Linked DNA regions of Triticum aestivum: region 1 is linked to region 2. The links are chromatin contacts, called in public Hi-C maps. All regions are on one chromosome and are shown on one strand. Each heading gives the region's core, a stretch centred on a gene start, on an enhancer-like site or on the middle of the called end of the contact. The rest is flanking DNA. Distances are from core to core; before and after follow the strand shown. Region 1 has its middle 110 kb from the start of LOC123055338. Region 2 holds the start of LOC123055329 (LEC14B protein).

Evidence for each region. A called contact is a pair of places that touch in the nucleus more often than the background predicts.
Region 1: a contact with region 2 is called in a Hi-C map of leaf, with 5 times the contacts expected there. The contact joins the enhancer-like site here to the promoter of LOC123055329 in region 2. A contact is called at or near these places in 3 of 5 Hi-C or Micro-C datasets (all in leaf).

The regions. Positions count from the first base shown.
Region 1 is chr1A:448,905,945-448,908,644 of IWGSC CS RefSeq v2.1, forward strand. No RefSeq gene overlaps it. Among protein-coding and RNA genes, the nearest start is that of LOC123055338, 110 kb to the left of the region's middle. Within about 2 kb of position 1,432, at least 8 of the 8 cell types and tissues checked have an H3K27ac peak or open chromatin away from gene starts, as enhancers often do. A contact at or near this core is called in leaf, where this site is marked.
Region 2 is chr1A:448,351,504-448,354,203 of IWGSC CS RefSeq v2.1, forward strand. It overlaps LOC123055329 (LEC14B protein), which reads right to left and starts at 1,392. Exons shown (of 10, transcript XM_044479330.1): 1 at 1,193-1,392; 2 at 1-232. The coding sequence starts at 159.

The sequences.
Region 1 (2,700 bases), core at 182-2,681, 550 kb after region 2:
CTAATCACGCGCGCGCGAGCGAGATTATTCGCGTCCCGGCCTCCCACACATGTGGCGACAAGCGGGCGAGAAGGCGGTCACAAGCTGACGCGAGGGCCACGACAAAAAACCCCCGTCGCTAACCCGCAAAAGAGAGCACGCAGCGCACCGCACCGCAGCCCCGTTCACACTGCCGGCGCGGATCAGTACCCCCACCATCAGTATTTTAATTAGGCGCTAATTAGTCGTCGCTAATCGCGATGCGGGGGTGACCACGACGACGGCGACGACGAGGCCGCCTTGGCGCGTAGCCGGCCAGCCCGGCGCCTTTAAATTAGCTGGTGGCGACGGCGACGTTTAGGCCGCGTGCGCCGTGCGGACGGAACGGAGCGTCGCGACAAAGCCCCCCTTCTTCATTGCGAGCGCCGGGGGCATGGGTGGCGTACGGCGATCTCATTACGAATATCACACACCTTTTCCCTTTTCTTTTTTATATAGTATAATATTATAATTGATTAACCACTACACGATGATGGTGGCGAGGGTGATGATGGAGGAGGGGGAGGGCCGGAGCGCCTCGACAGCGGGCGTGGGGCTGCGCTAATCGCCTCCGAAGGCGGGATGGATGCTGAGGTGATCCCGCGGGTACGGGACACTATAGGCCGGTAGTACTCCGCTTCTTTTTACCAGTACTAGGTCTATATACTACTGTGTGTCCGCGTACTGGCCTCGTACCACGACACAGCAGAGTGTAGCGGTACGTGCCAATCGGAGGTTAGAGAGAGGAGGCCCGTTAAACCCTCGCCATCATGGCCGGCTGTGACCGACCGCGTGGCGTTCGTGGTCGGCAACGTAATAGAACTTGAAATGACCGGCAATGGCGTTGTTACAGCTGCATATTATTACTAGTGGTACTACAAGGGTAAATAAATAAATAATCTTGAGTGGGGGCGCTTTTTGACCTGTGCGCGCGCGATCGATTGTTTTGCGCGTGAGGCTGAGCTGGGCCGATTGATTGATCGGGAAGAAAAGAGGAAGAAAACTCGCGCGTCCGTCCGTCCATAGATGGAGTAAACGTTAAAAGCCGCGTGGAAAGTGGAGGATTGGATTCGCTTAAATTACGTGTGCACTCCAGCAGCTGCTGGGAGCAGCATAGGCCATGCTGCTATGCTACCCGGATCGAATGGAACACTCGCAACTGTTGCGCTCAGAGACGCGAGGGCCGGGCTCGACCAGATCTGGCAACAAAGGCCGCCAGCCCATATCTGGGCAGGGCAAGGCGGCCGTTTCCTCGCCGGGGGAGGGAGAGCAGCCAAGAAGAATCCGGGAAACTTTCTCAAAAAAAAAAAAAAAAGAATCCGGGAAAGAGACGCGGCGGGTACGGCAAGGCTGTTGGTTGTGTCCGCATGCGCTGTTGGGCCGGGCTCGGTCGGTGGTGTGCGAGCGAAGGAAGAAAGCAGAGGAGCGAATCCCCCGTCCCGTTCCGTACGACGGCTACACCCTCCCTCTCCCCAGGGGCAGTCGGCGTGCCGCGTGCTCGGGTCGGACCACCCGGGCCGAGAGGGAGCAGCGAGGGAGGGGAGGGGAGGGGAGGGGAGGGGGGGACAAGTAGGGCGGGCCCGGGCGTCGTGACAAACCGGCGGGTCGCGACGAGGGGAGGGCCGAGCCCCCACCCCCGCTGTGGATGGATAGGTACGACCTGATTTTAGTGCGGGCGCCCCCACCACCGCGCCCCCCTCGCAACTTGGAATCGCAAGGCCGACGTGCGGATACGTGTCCCTGTGTCGTCCCCGCCGCGGTAGCCTCGTCTGCCAAGTAGCGCTAGCACCTACTGCTAGTGTCGTCGTAGGCCGGCACACGGCCAATTATGCGAGAGCATCTCTTCTCTCGCGGTACCGTGGCACGTGTTAACGTGCGGTAGAATCCGTAGAGACAAATAATTCCGAACGAAGGAAGTATATTAGTAGTACAATTTAGTAGTCGGGATCAAAGAGGCAGCAGAAAATTCTCCAAATTCTCGTGGTAGAGCGGCTGGAGCGTCGTCGTCCCATAGCTATCCCGTCCTCTGCCACGACGACGGCGACAAGCCTGCCCTAAACCCCGGAATCGCGTTTGTCCGCTTGCGCTTATGCGTATATGCCTGATGCAGCGGCATTCCAGTTCGGGACGCCAGCGTGCACTGTCCCGGTGACGCTGGAAAAGAAAGAATCAAGGGATCCTGGAGCTGCCGTGTCCGCTCGCAACTCGTTCCTGTCCGTCCCCAATAATATACCGCTGCTGGGGATGGATGAATCATGATGATTACATGAGCTGTGATGTTCTCCTCTGCCTCTAGTGTGCAGTAGATTAGACGGATAATGTTTATGATGAGCAAGTGAATGAATGGATCCTCGTCCGTGGCCAGATTCAGCCCGTCGCTGGGGAAAGCGAGGGGGATATTTTCCGCTCGAGCTCGAGCGCGTTGAGTTGACCCCATCGGTCGCAGGCACAGCACGTCGACTCGACTCTCGTCCTTAGCGTCTGGCTTGATGACAAGAGGGCTCAGGCACAGCTGCTAGACTCTGAACCTTGACACTTAGCCTGGCGACGCTGCAAAGGTACCAACCGCCAATAATCTAATCTATGTCAAGTAATTGCGAGCGCTTGAGTTGACTGAATCCCGATATTCCATATGCTGGCCAGATCAACCCAACCAGCCAGATTTACAAATCGCTTATAAAC
Region 2 (2,700 bases), core at 142-2,641:
GCGGATGCTTTCACTAGGTCCTGATCTTAGTCGAGTCATATGGAAAATATCATTATGTAATTTTGAGAAATCATTATTCACTTCGACTGAACTAGATCCATCACTATTCTGCCCTTCAGGCTCACTGGATCCCTGTAGCCTACTCATGCCATAACCCATCCTTTTCAACTGCTATATGTATGTCAATTCTCCTTTCAAATGCTCATCGATATGTAGACTCCAAAGCTTGCTTCTGGAGACCGAAGAAGTTCCAAAAAATGAAAACAAAAAAGATGTGAGTGAGCAAGTAGGTAAAGCATACGCTGCATAAGAGTTATATATGCTTGACAAGAGAAAGATATGTTTACCCATGATTATGGAATGTGCTACGAGTAATTGAAAATAACAACCCAACCCAAAGAATAGGCCATCTGGTGAGTGAGATAAAGGAGGTGACGAAGGAGAGAGAGCTTTTATGTGTACATATTGGTCGTTTACAGAATAGGACTGCAGATCGTTTGGCTTATATGTCGAGAGTGGAACTCTGAACCGACTTGTGGTTGCAGGAGCCTCCAAATACTCTGATTAGCTTGATGGCAAGCGATTGTACAACTATTCCTACATAAGTAAAGCTCTTTTTTCACGCAAAAAAAAGTTTAATTGTTCCCTTTTTAAGAAAGGAGGTACTTAATTGTCAAACAGATCTAACTAAGTTTACCAACAGCTCAGCTTAGCATTACGCAGCTTGGAAGGATCATTTTAGCAATGTCCTATGAAGGAGGTATTCAGAGCTAGAAGTTGTAGCCAAAGCAACTGAGCGTGATACCATGAGTCTTATCACATAACTTATTCCGCACGTACATGTTCTCTGCTTGGTAAAAGCTATGATCACATAGTGAGCAAGAACAAACAATGAATCTTGCATCCATGGTATTTCCCTTGTTTCAGGCAGCTCTGAGCTACTCCTACCAATTTCGATAGTGCAAAATCAGCAAACTTCAACATATACTCTTCAGCACAAAATCAGCGAGGACTAAGCCGGCAACATCGCGCAAACACTGGCGCCGGCTTAGCATATATAGCAGGAGCGATGGCTGTTGATCTACTGCCGATCCTCGTCGCGCGCTTCTCCCGCAGCGCAACCACATCTCCTAATTCCTAAGCCCAATCACCCGGACAGAAACGACGGAGGAACTGGATGGACGGGGCTAACCGAGCAGGGACGGAGAGGGGCTGGTTTGGCCGGGAGGAGGATGCCGCGGAAGGAATCGAATCGAACCGGAGCGGAGCGGAATCGAGCTAGCTCACGGTCGTTGCTCACTGGGCGCCGCTTGGGAGTTGGGGCCTGCTCTTCTCCTCCTCCGTCGTGCTTGGCAGCGAGCAGATTTTTTGCCACCCGTTTTCTTGGAGCGGGTCCCACTAGCTGACCCTTTTTTTTTGGCTGACAACCACCGCTTGCCAACCGCCGACCCATTCCAGCCTTCAGGAACGGGCCGATCGGTGACCGTACGACCGGGGCTGCGTTGCTGGCCCGTGGGTCGCATTGGGGCACGGCTCATCTCTGGTTGCTCCATGTCCAGTTTGAGGCGTTTCCTATTTTGCCTAAAAAAATGAGGCGTTCCCTATTTAGCACTGGGAGCTTGGCGAAATCACTAGGACTCTTTGTAAAGGTCACTCCTACCTTTTCAGGCTGCAACAAATGACGCACATTATATGCGCGACTTGTTGCAATGCAGATGTTTTTCTTTTTTTTTCATAGATCTTATTTAAAATGTTTTCTCTTAAACATGCGTTTAAATCTTGAACTGTTTTCATTATTGAATTTTCGGCGTCAAGATTTTCAAAACTAGATCCAAGCTAATCGATTTTAATGAACTTTTTTCGCGCAAAAAACAGGACGAAAAACCAAACCGGAAGCATCTTTTTTTTTCCTTTCCGAAAGAGGTATGACTATGCCTCTCACGAAAACAAAAATATGTGCCTCCTCCAGAAGTAAACCCGTGCCTCTAGTGGAAGGCAAAAAAACAAAACACTATTTTTCGTTTCCGAGATGCACGGCCGTGCCTCTCGCGGAAGGAAAACGCGTTTTTTTTGTTTTCGAGAGGCACTTTCTTGCCTCTCGTGGAAGCAAATCCGTATCTCTCGTGGAGGCAAATTCGTGCCTCTCACATAAGGAAAAAACATGTTTTTTATTTCGTTTCCGAGGGGCACGACCATGCCTCTCATGGAAGGGAAAAAACATGATCTTTTTGTTTCCGAGAAGCTCGGCGGTGCATCTCATGGAAGCAAATCCATGCCTGTCATGGAAGTAAAAAAACTCATTTCTTTTTTTCCGTTTTCGAGAAGCTCAGTCGTGCCTCTCGTGGAAGTAAAGCCGTGCCTCACATGGAAGCAAAAAAACATATTTTTGCGTGCAAAAAAATAATTTCAAAATAAATTTTTTGAAAAGTTAAGAAAGACCGATGAAAACCCCAAAAGCCAAAAAACCCATCTAAAAGGCCGAAAACAGGTGCGAAATAATAAAAAAAAAATCAAAGAAAACGTCCACAACATGACATGTGGCGGCGGATGGGAGCACGCGAAGTGGCCCTTGGAAGGCTCCTGAAGGAGCGCTCCTTTGTTAGTTTCTCTGCTAATCGGCGCCATCAGCGCTGGTTACCAGATCTAGCGCCTGCTCATTTCCATAGTAGGTTGTAACTTTGAGCCCACTTGGTCGCTAAC